3 separate regions of the Gasterosteus aculeatus genome follow, and all the other regions are linked to region 1. Evidence: chromatin contacts called from public Hi-C data. All regions are on one chromosome and are shown on one strand. Each heading gives the region's core, a stretch centred on a gene start, on an enhancer-like site or on the middle of the called end of the contact. The rest is flanking DNA. Distances are from core to core; before and after follow the strand shown. Region 1 overlaps LOC120819252 (thyroid hormone receptor alpha-B). Region 2 holds the start of LOC120819252 (thyroid hormone receptor alpha-B). Region 3 holds the start of LOC120819034 (ATP-dependent RNA helicase DHX8).

Evidence for each region. A called contact is a pair of places that touch in the nucleus more often than the background predicts.
Region 2: a contact with region 1 is called in a Hi-C map of skeletal muscle, with 1.7 times the contacts expected there. The contact joins the promoter of LOC120819252 here to the enhancer-like site in region 1. A contact is called at or near these places in 2 of 6 Hi-C or Micro-C datasets (skeletal muscle and whole body).
Region 3: a contact with region 1 is called in a Hi-C map of skeletal muscle, with 2.5 times the contacts expected there. The contact joins the promoter of LOC120819034 here to the enhancer-like site in region 1. A contact is called at or near these places in 2 of 6 Hi-C or Micro-C datasets (skeletal muscle and whole body).

What each region holds. Positions count from the first base shown.
Region 1 is chr5:8,390,937-8,394,972 of fGasAcu3.hap1.1, reverse strand. All of the region lies in intron 2 of LOC120819252 (thyroid hormone receptor alpha-B), which reads right to left. Among protein-coding and RNA genes, the nearest start is that of LOC120819252, 51 kb to the right of the region's middle. Within about 2 kb of position 2,117, at least 6 of the 9 cell types and tissues checked have open chromatin away from gene starts, as enhancers often do.
Region 2 is chr5:8,340,876-8,344,842 of fGasAcu3.hap1.1, reverse strand. It overlaps LOC120819252 (thyroid hormone receptor alpha-B), which reads right to left and starts at 2,716. Exons shown (of 10, transcript XM_040176485.2): 1 at 2,271-2,716.
Region 3 is chr5:8,441,766-8,445,761 of fGasAcu3.hap1.1, reverse strand. LOC120819034 (ATP-dependent RNA helicase DHX8) reads right to left here and starts at 1,937. Exons shown (of 23, transcript XM_040176020.2): 1 at 1,713-1,937; 2 at 1,298-1,383; 3 at 1,091-1,163; 4 at 693-784; 5 at 356-462; 6 at 1-243. The coding sequence starts at 1,821.

The DNA.
Region 1 (4,036 bases), core at 868-3,367:
CCAGGGGGGACGGGCGATGGGGCCCGTCCACCACGCCTGTGTGTTTACGTGACCTCTGACAGGATGTTCCACCGCTACACAAACAGAGGACGGGACACCGTGTTCACGCCGCACGTCCTTCTGCGCACACATGCATGGATTACTACAAGAAAACAAACAACGTGCAAACTAGACGCGCTCTTTTTACCAAAAGCATTTATCAGAAATGTGAATGTGTGTTTTTCTTTTCTTCTCAAGGACAAAATGTAAAAAAGACACAGTTTTTGTTATGTTAACATGCACAGTCTATTATATTTGGAGGTGGGCTTTGTCCCTGCGAGGCCTCCGACCTTGCCAAGGGCCGACAATTTGATTTCCACCTTTCTCGTTTCTGCGTGCAGCTTTAACTGTGCTGTGGAAGCTTAAAACTCAACGCACACACACACACACACACACATTCCTCACATGCTATAGATACACACCCTCTCCACAGCTGCATTATACACGCCATAAGCGCCGCACCTTAAGCAAATCCTGGGCGTGTCCAGATAAAAAGACAAAACTGCACTCTCAGGATTGTCAGGATTGTCGTCTTCATCGTGGACCTGTAAACAGCATCACGGTGCAGAATGTTCAGACATCAACGTCAAAGAGCAGGAGATTTATTATCTCAAACATACAAGAACCACGTATGTTTGTTCTCAGTCAGTCATCTTTGTTTCCAGCGGTACTTTTCACCGTATAAGTGTTTCCCGTCTGTGTCGAGCCCCTTCACGTGCTTCACTGTATCGTGTGGGGGAGATGCCGTTACACCTGCACCTGCAGGCGGGACATGTGTATGAGAGCAGTGGAGCTGTGCTGGTGAGCAGAGGCGGCCCAGCCTTGTCTTGTGTGTATCAGCTCCAGTTAGTTGAATGCTCTGCTGGGCGCCGAGGCACTACGTGTTGGTTTACTGTCGCTATCGATCGCATCTCTCCATCTAACCAGCCACACCTGCCTACACACATAAAAGCACAATTCCTCCACAGCGTGGAAACGAGAAAAAACAAGATGAGAAAAAGAGCAGAAGTTAGAGATGGAAGTATCCACAGTGGATGTTGCCTTCTGAGCCATTAAACCAAAGCTATTAAATCAATTACTTCTAATCTGAACTGGGCCGTCCCAGAGCAGGAACTGGCAGCCAGGCGGCCTCTCGAGGGACATGTTATGCCTGCACAAACTTAGGATCTGATTTCATCTCTCCTTTCAGCCGCAACTTCTCAGCACGAGACTTCTATGCAAAATCACACACATCCTTACTTGAGAACAAGCTGTTCCCGATTAATTCAGGACAAATTAATTAAATGCAACATTGAGACGGTTGGGGGAATTAGCAGCATTATTCTTGCAACATGTATAATGCTAATGCAAATAACACACCTTTATCAGGTTTGCTGGTTTAGAGGTCAATGTCAAGTTAATTGAAAACAAATCAGAAGGATTGTTTGCGTCCTACTTTAATGACCGATAATGTGGTGGTAAAAAAAAGATCCCGTATAACTGAGGCTCGTCACGACGTGGGATCGGCTCTAATGAATCCAACCTGGATTGGATCTGCAGCGCCGAGCTCCCCCCTCAGAGCCGGTGTTAGATGTCAGAGGCGTCGGTTTCCCCCCCGAGGCGGCAGGCGGTTTCACTCGTTTCCCCAAAACCCTTTCCCCAGTGTAGATCACATCACGCACCACCTCCCAAACTACGTCCGCTCCGCCTGATTCCTTTGTCACACAGTTGATTCCACAATGCAACGCATTTATTTGGGGGACAGGACGTCTTCTGTCATTCAATCTTGTGTGTGTCTGCGCAAGTGCACTAGCAGAAATGGAGGGCGTTTCGGGAGAACATGTGTTCAGTGTGCAACACTGTGAAAGGTGACACGAAAAATGTGTAGCACCCGCCCACGCGGCTAAGTTTCTCCTTACTGTTTCTCTTAAAACAGACTTGTGTGTGCACACCTGCGCATTTCTCCCCTCCGAAGCCCTTTGGCGTCATCCCACCCCGTCCATTTTTACAAACCCGCGTGCAGCAGCGCCTCGCGTTATGTAACCGTAGCTGGGAGTAAAAGAACAGCGCCGGGGGGAACTGCAGAGGTCTCATTACTCGGCTCCTTCTCTTCCCCCCTGTCTCTCATCCCTTTCGCTCAGCGCTCTGGATGTTGCAAGAACACGTGTTTAAAAGCAGCAACTTCCTGCCGCGGTGGAGCCGCAAGCTCATTGGCTGGAGGCGGTACATACACCCAATACACCCTCTCTCTGGGGTTCATGGCACTGGTTCTTGGCCTTTTTGCCGGGGGGGCAATTAGAGGTTTGCATTGTAGGTAACACACAGACACACACACACACACACACACACAGGCAGCGCATTAGCAAACGTCAGACCTGGGCAGCACTGCAGAGTACAGGTGCCAGGAGTGACCGGCGTGTCAAAACACATCGCTCACACCTACACGCCGTGTGTTATCATTCCACTGCTATTTCATTGACGGGCCTCTCGGTAGCACACGTCGTGGGGTGAGGCGCCAAAGGCACACAAGTGTTAGAGAAGGAACCGATTAAAAAAAAGGGGGAGTAATGGCGTGCAGTACGGAGCAGGAAATGAAAACCTTGAGATCACTCCTGTGGGTCAAAGAGGGTTTTTTTTTTTTATAATCCCGAGCGAACAGTATTTTTCATTCTTTGTGTGGTTTGTTCCAAGAGCCCGCCCCTTAACCACACACTTCCTCGCACACCCCATTTAAGAGCTTTCCATCTACACACCACTTAGCCAGTGGACACAGAACGAGGGAGATTGTGGTAAATTAAATGATCCGCTTAAACTACAGGGGTGCAAACTCATCAGGGATGAAAAAGGTGAAAGATCCGAACCCCCTCGGGGAATGTTAATATATATATATATATATTTTTTTTTTTTTTGCATATGCTTCAATGTTATTCCGGTAAAACACAAATAAGCTGCGGCTATTTAGCTTGGATGGTTATTGTTAGCGATTAAAGCCAGAAGTGCACCCCTAGTCAGGAAATTATAGTATGTGTAATAATGTTTAGTGTTAGAATTATAGTTTGTGTGATGTTAGATATTAGGTATTACATTAACATATTAGATTAAGTGAATGCAATTTCAATCAAACACAATTCGTAGTCATGTTAAATCATATAAACACTGTACACATTAACATTCTGTCACAATGTGATGTTAAAACCTGGGGACGGATGCCAATTGCCGTTCTTTATGGATTTCTCCCAATTTTATCCCCAAAGAGGGTTTTTTAGGAGTTTTTTCTCCTGTCAGGTAATAAATTAACAACTTAATGCAAGGCAGCCGACTGAGGCAAATGTCTTGAGAATTGAACCACATGAACTGTTTTAGATCTATGATGAAGGGTGATGAACATTAATGATGGGTTGGAATGAAAGTGTACTAGTTCTAAGATGAAGACTTAAACGATGTATGCTTTGTTAAATTCACTCATTGAGGCATAAAGCCACTGTATCTACATTGAGTGCATTGCAATGTGAGGGACAGATAGGACAGAGAGGTTTCAGGTTACAGCTGCAGCTTCACACCTCGACGTGAAGGGGACAGTCCAGGGGGGGACACTCTGAAGAAGCCGATGACATTCAAATGCACCAAAGACACACCTCAAGAGTTTTCAAAGGACCAAAGCGGGGAAAAGACTGTTAGAATTCTCCTGCAGCCGCTTTGATAAGTCATTTTAGACTTGCTCAGAGGATTCTCTATTGCGCGAATAATTTCACTGTTCGCTTAGTATTTCACTTTGTAATTGCATTCCTTATAACGTTGTTCAGTTATTAAATACCTTTTGATTTTTGAATTTAAACAAATTGACTCATTCGTGTCCTCGTTTCCGGCCGGGACGAAAACAAAGGAGTGAGGGCTCCCTCGAGAGCTTTCCGAAACCCTAACATTATCAACCCAAATAAATAATGGGAGTCCAATGCCAGAGCTAAAAGGTTTGCTTCAAACGACGGGACATAAGATAACTGGATCGACTACTCACATT
Region 2 (3,967 bases), core at 1,467-3,966, 51 kb after region 1:
ACACGCGTCTCTCTCACACACACACACACACACACACACACACAAAACACAAATCTAATTGACTGCATCTCCACTTGGCTGATAAACGCATCCCGAGAGAGAGGGGAAAAAGAGGGAAAGGAGGAGGATGCTGGAGAGGCAAATCCCCCAGATCACCCCACTCACCAGACTCGGTTCAGAATAGCTCTTGACATATAGGCCTACCCAGCATGCCCTCAGTCCCTCCAGACAGCTCTGACATCATTATACAGCAGATACGGGCCAGGACATCAGCTGCACAGCCCGAGTTACATAAGCAAACGCTCTGAGCTTAAAGCGCTGCTGCCCCGCCATGAGGAACAGGGAGGGAGGGAGAGGAGGACGGGAAGAAAGGCCGGGTCACAAAGAGAGAGGCCCGATGGGGTCCTCGCTGCCGGGAGAGACTGAGGGAGGTCACTTCTGCCCCCACAAAAAAAGAAAAGAGGGACCCAGCAAACAGTTAGAGGGGGAGATAAGGGGAGGACCAGGCTACATGGAGGCGACCCCCGTCCACCCTGCATGTGCAAACCTGTTACATCACTCGCCATGTGCTACTTGCTTTCCCCTCAGTACTCGGAAGTAGAAAGAACTTACTGTAAAGAACAGGCAGAATGCGGGTGGGGAGGGATAAAAATAAGAAAACATCACCTAGATGTTCCTCTGATGCGGAGCTTGCTTGCTGCCCTCTCCACAGCCCACACTCGTTCCCTTCACAGTCCCGTCCGCGGAGCTAAATGGTTAACCTCCCTTCGTCCGTGTGGCTAATAATCAACTCGGGGAGAGACCACTGCGACTCCAACGAAGGGCTAATGATTAATGAACGATGGTCCACCTGCAGGCCGGACCAGCTGATCCAATATTAATTAAGCTTTCTTCTCGTCTGGTTTGAGAAGGAAACCTGGGACTTCATTAGGGGGAGGATGGGGGAGGCTGCATCATCTGTTTCTGGTTTCCTTTCTGTAAATCGTACGAGTTTGCAAAGAGACCTCTCCAGTCTGAAACAATTTAGACGTCCAACAGGCGGGAGCCGTTTACAGTCCCCCCCACCCCCCTCGGTCACCACGTTGAAGGTATCCACACTCCCCAAGACGGAGTCACACCGCCAGAGAATCCAGCTGTTGCTCGCCATCAGCGGGCCGCGAGACCCCCACCGTGGGCGCGGACGCGACGGAGGAAAAGCCCTTCATCATCTGCAGCACGGAGTTTCTTTGTAAACATTAGGCATTTCGTAATGAGTGCAAGACCCCTTCCTGGGCAATGTTGTCTTAGTGGCAGAAAGCACACCCTATAGTAGTGTATTCTGGGGGCATGTTTATCTAAAACACACACACACACACAGACTTGTACAGCGGAGTCAGAGTGTCTGTGGTAATTCAATACCCGATCCAGACAGTTATAATGCAGTGCACATTGTGCCTCTCTCGAACACTTCGTCCTGATATTGATCATTTGTGACGGGAGTCCATTGAAAGGCCCGGACGATGATTTTCGGAGACGGGTGGGTCGTTTGTCGTGCACGCAACCACTAGGCAAAGAAAGAGAAAAAAAACACAACAAAAAATGAATTGAGTTTAGATGCCGGTGTGTGACCCAGTAAACTATCCCCATGACTGACTTAGATTGAGACTGGCGGATGACTTCACCTTGATCAACGCGATCATAAACAAACATCATTTGCTACCATCGTTCACATTAAGAACGCATGCGCGTCCACTCCCACGCAGAAAATGTTCGCAGCAGGAATCAGGTGAAGTGGCTGAACTGAACCGAACATCCTGCCCCCCCCCCCCAACAGGTTACGGGCATATCATCGCTGGTCATCTTGTATCGATCCCGTGCCATCGCCCTCTGTGGGTACGTATGCGCGCTCCCCGGCGTGTAGCCACGGATGCAAGTTCGAAGCTCACACACACGCGCGCGCGCGTAACAAACACAACAAATCATCTGTAAAAGGAGGCAACGTGACCGCTGTGCAGGTTTCCGCTTTCCAATGACAACTGACCCGGGGGGGGGGGGGGGGGGGGGGGGTCACGTGTCAACAGTTACGGCGGAAGGGCCGCGTACCAACACGGTCGGACCCTCCCGCCTGCCTCCGCGCTGCACACCGGGTGCGACGCTGGCTCGGCGTTGCGATCCGAGCTGTCAAAACCCGCCCGAGGCTGCCGAGGCTACGGGGGGCGAGCGCCCACCACAACAACCGCACGCTCGCACGCGCGCGTGGACCACCACGCCGTGGCGGCCGTGACACTCACCGTGGCTGGATGCCGGGTCGGGTTGGATGTTTCTCTCCTTCTTCTGCTCAGAGTGCGCGGCTGCTGAAGTGAAGCGGGGGGAAAGTCGGCGGCGCTCCGCCGGGGCTTTCTGCTCAAGTGCGGCCGCGTGTGTCGGGGCTCCACGTCCCGTCTCCCCCCCCCCTCCGCCGCCCCCCGACTTCTCGCTCCGAAAGCCCGGGTCCGCTCCGGTAAAAAGCTGCTGCGCCGCGAGCTGTCCTCCTCCTGCTGCCCCTCCCTCACTTTCTGGATGTATGTATTGGTATTTGTTGTTGTTGTTGTTGTTGCGTGAATCGAGCAGTTTGTTCCCTCTTGATTGTGTTGTTGCCTTCTAGTTGCGTTTGGCCCGAGCTGCAGCGACAAGAGGGAGAAGAAGCAAACACACACACACACACACACACACACACACGCTCACTCCCACGAACACAAAAAAAGAAAAGAAAATAGTTCACGGTCGCTCCTCCCTCCGCGTACAGTATTCAAACTATCTACCGCTCTCTGCAGGACCACCACAGCAAAGCACGACCCCCCTCACAGCCCCCCGCTCAACCTGCTTTCCTTATTCATGCCCCCCCCAAATATAGATGTATATATTGTTAGGTGGACAATATATATATATATATATATATATATATATATATATATATATATATATATATATATATATATATATTGGTATATCACTAACTCTATATATATATATATATATATATATAATTAGTTAGTGATTCCTCTTCTCCTTTTACAAATTATTATTATTGTCTCTTTCGGAAGGTTATATATATCGGTATATCGGTATATCACTAACTATATATATATATATATATATATATATATATATATATAGTTAGTGATATATATATATATATATATATATAGTTAGTGATTCCTCTTCTCCTTTTACAAATTATTATTATTGTCTCTTTCGGAAGGTTATTCTTTTGTTTCAGTTTATTTTATTTTATTTAATAATTTAATATTTATATCTTATTATATTGTATATAATGTGTATCTTTTTATTCTATTTTGTTCCCTGTACATGCTGTGATACCAAAATTTTCCTCTTGAGGGATCAATAAAGTTAATTCTAAATTAGATTTTTTTTATTTTCCAATCAAATAAATACTTCACTATTACCCAGTAATGAAAGGAACTGTGTACCTAAAACATGTTTTAGAGCCATAATTAGATTTATATAACTATGTAAAACATAAAAACTCTTCTCAACGATTCTGAGACACACATCAGAATGTTAAGGCGCTCTCATGAGATCGTCTCCAGCTGCACTGGTCACTTAGCCGCTGGCTGGTTAGCTTGCTAACCTTTGCCCGCTAATTTGAGCTTCATAAATGCCTTAAATAATTGATCAATAACCAAAATCTATAACAATTGTGTGACAGCGGATCCGTTTTTATTGCAGCTTTTTTGAAGACTGAAAATTTGCAGAGCAAACAATAATAAAATGATCAAATTAACCGTAACTCTCAGTCCCCACAGTGGTGCGTTTCACTCTGTATTTTCTAAAAGAATTGGCGAGAGTTAATGACTTTGTTGGACCCACTTTGCAGCCAAGTGGATTAGCAAAATCATTCCCCCGAATTTAATATTCTACGCATTGAATTACAGAAGATAATACCAATTATTTTGAACGGAACCTTTAGAAACCTTCAAATGGCAGC
Region 3 (3,996 bases), core at 688-3,187, 51 kb before region 1:
TTTTTGGGACTCGGCGAGCGCTCAGACCAGCGGGAGGATTTGTCTCTTCTTTTGCCCCGATCCCTGTCGCCATCTCTTTGTCGATCCCGATCCCTGTCGCCATCTCTTTGTCGATCCCGATCTCTGGAGCGAGACCTGGACCTGGAGCGGTGCCGTTTTTTCCTGTCCTTATCCCGATCTCTGTCTCTGTGTCTGTCTCTGCTCCTGCTGCGACTTCGGCTATGGCGGCGGCTCTTTTCTGACCTGTTAGAAGACGTATGAGGAGAAGATAAAAGGAATTCATTCAGTAAAAACTTATCAAACATAACACTGACTTCATTTGTCGAGAAGGCGTATGAAGAGGATGTCGTCTTACCTGCTCTTGCTGCTTTTGGGGGTTGTCCCGCTGACACTGGGCAGAAACATCTCCAGCTCTTTCATGGCATCAGCTGCTACCTTCACGTCATCTTCATCTAATAGCTTCTGAGAAAGTCAGTCCAATAAAACAATCAGCAGAAGCCCTCTATTTGTTAATATTTAATTTAATAGTTAATAGTTTTCATATTAAATTCTCTTCTGGAATGGTGAATTCTTCCCATCGTAGTTGTCGCTGGTACGGCAGGGTGCCGACTTTCCCAAATCTGGCTTTGTATCATTTCTAACAGTGACAGAGTCGATCCGATACCACCGACAAATCGTATGGTAAAACGTACCTTTGGGGCCGGATCATCTGCTCTACACAGTGCAGGAAACAACTCCTTCAGCTTATCCTTCTCAGTTTTCGGTTTGACCACAGCCTCAGAGGCTGGAAATGGACATGTATGCGTTAGATATAGTTTTAATTTTTCCCACGGCAGAAATGAATCAGGCCACACATCATACAATTGCAGGAAACTGTATACACATATTTACATATTCCATTTATACCACACAACATATGTATGGGGGAATTGTATTTACGAGTAAAATGTGCTTTCCCCCCAAAGCAATCCCATTTTCAACTAACGTTGGTACAAGATGAAAATAAGAAATGTCACCCATGTAGCATAACAATTATACAATAGAAAACAATAAATACACAATTTATTTACAATCTTCATTATTATCTAACCTTTGCTCGCAGATGTCTTGGATGGCGGTCGCATTGTCTGAATGAGCCTGAGCAAGTTACCGACGAGGGAATCCTACAAAAGAAGACAAAAAAACGTACGTACGTACGTCAAGTTGTCAGGTAACGTTGCAGTCAGCAAGCTAGCATAGCTGTTTACGTTAGCAGCCTTCTGAAGTAGCTTTATGTAGCATTCGTGGTTGAACTTACTGTGAATTCGGCTCCGTTTTGGAGTAAAAGAGCTTTGAATCCATCGAAGGTCGGTTGCTTTTCAGCGAGGTCGATGACAAATTCAGCTGCCGAAAAAAAATTAACCAACAAATTAACGATAGCACCTAACAGGCAGCAAAGCGAACTCTTGCTAGCTTAGCTAGTTTAGTTGAATAACGTTTAAATATACAGCAATAACTTAACGTATCTACAAGCCCAAACCTCCAAGCTAGCTTTCTTTACACTATGCTAAGCTAAACTCCACCCAAAAAGAAAATGTGTAGGAAAAAACAGTCCAGTTTATCAGTGTAAACGGAAGAGTCGGCAGCTAGACAACGGTTAGTACAAGGTAGCTAGCGTTAGCTAGCCGTTGTTGTTTTTTTTCGTTTGCTGCCTCACAACGAACGTTACCAACCTAAATCTTTGTCACTTATTCCCAGGTGGTTGTCGAGCTCAGTGCAGACCTTGGACACCAAAGATAAATATTCGAGCTGCGACAGCTCGTCAACTCCGCCGTCTCCCATTCTCCACGAGTTCTGTTTGGTTCACTGAGAGAAGACCCCGGCAGACATTGTTGAACGTGGGCAACTTCCGCTTCCTCGGATGACGTCATGTACGTCGGCGTTGCCAGTTATGCTCCTAGTTTCCGCACGATGGCGCTCAGATTCGTAATATTAAGCACCCAGCGTGGAAGCTGTAGTCTCCACATGGTGGGTTGTTTTCCTGAAAAATATCAATTTGCCGTTTGGGTTTTGGCAGCAGACTCTAAACACCTGTATATAATAAAAAGTATACGTCAAATTGAATCTTGGCCGTATATCTTTTTAACATTTATTCTTTATTGTCCCACAGAGAAATTTGTCTTGAGCTCCGAGCTGTAGCATCACACTGCATGCTTGCAAGCAACGTTATAACGGACATAAAATAACATAGATCTTAGATAAGCACACAGCACACAACATGCTGATATAGCGCCGTGTCTCATGAGTAGTTTATGAGCTTCAGTGCATAACGCACATTTCAGCAGATTTAGGCAAAGGTATGATGACATGCAACTTCTCTTAAGAACACACACAACTCATTTAATCGTTTATGTTTTATGATTTGCAGGCTGTCTACCAATCCAGCTATGGCCCCTGGGATGCATAGCAAGAGCTACATTATGTCGGGCGTAGCCTTGTTGACTAAATAATTTGTTACTGTGCAATGAAGAATTTATTACCACTGATGGGTTGAAGATATTCCAGATGTAGAAGAAGCCTGCTCCTTGTTCCAATGTCCCAACTTGACTGGCCTGCAGAGCTCCTCTGAAATCTATTTCATCCCAATGTACTCATCTCTCCAGCAAGGCTGCTAAATCGTCACATAAGTGCAGAGGCTTGTTTGTCTGAAGATGTTCATCAATCACATCTTGTGTAATGTTAGGGAGTTTGCACACACAGCATTTATCAAATTATTTCCCAGAAACTGAATTATAAAGACACACAAACAGGACAGTGCACAGTTTATAGCGATTAACACACTCTCTCACACAGTTGAGATTGATGGTGATGCACTCAGTCACTGAGAGGGTTTCAGGTGGTGCAGACTCTGGTGTTTTGGGTCTCTGTTGGAAGTGCATGCTGGTGTGCTTTGAGACATCCTTCTTGCTGTTGTCCCGGGATGACCCTCCACACCTGCGTCAGCACATCCTGAACTCTGGGACGTAATCCTACGGATCCATCTGACACACAACGTCCTTTATGCCCTTTCGCTCAAATCTCCATTTCATATTTAATCATCATTCCATAAAGATTCCACTTATTTACCGTAGCAGACCACCGACCGCTGGTCTAGAAGCCATTCTTTTATGACTTCAAGCTCACAAAGCCTCTGATATTCATCTTTAAGGAGTTAACCCATGAGATTATGTCGGTATGTGTCCTGCTGCAGTGAGTTACACCAGAACTCTGAACATCTGGATTCTTTTGTTTTCATTTTTGCTTCAATCGGCCATTTCTCACATCGTGCATCTTACATTTCCATGTCTCTCTATGTTAACTCAGGCAGTAATGGATTCTCGTGGAAAGGGCTTCCTCAGAATTCCAACGTGATCTTCTCAATGCATTTTTCATTTCAGTATTTTCTCCCTTGTGTTCTGTTCAGGAATACAATCTTCCTTCATCTCTTTGACGTTAGCACTTACACAACATGGTCAGTCTGAGCACTGTGCAGGCTTTTTTTAGTGATGTTGGAGAACTACGGGGGCCGTCTACGGGCCGTCCTCATCTGACCTGATTTCGCAGGAAGTGGGGGGGGGTGTTTGGGCACACGGGAAGGAGAGGGGGGGGGCGCAGGCTTACATAACAGGCCTCTCATGCACACAGAGCACACGCCACGTGTGCACCGTCACACTGGATGTTTCCGTGGTGATGAAACTAAAGAGCGGGAGACGGTGAAGGCTGCGACGGTTATGAGGAATAAAGATGAGGGGTGGAATAAGTGGTGGAGCTGATGTAAGCTGACATGTAAGATTCTTTAGGTGGAGAGAGAGAGGGGCATTAGCAGCATGTCACGTCTCCCTTTGGGCCCCAGCGATTTGCATTCTTCTGCTGCACAGTCGCAGTAAACACACGCGCTCATGTCTGGGCGGTGCTTCTTTTTCAATCCACGTTAGCGAGGAATGAAACATAAACCCGGGGATTAAAAGTGAAGGCTGC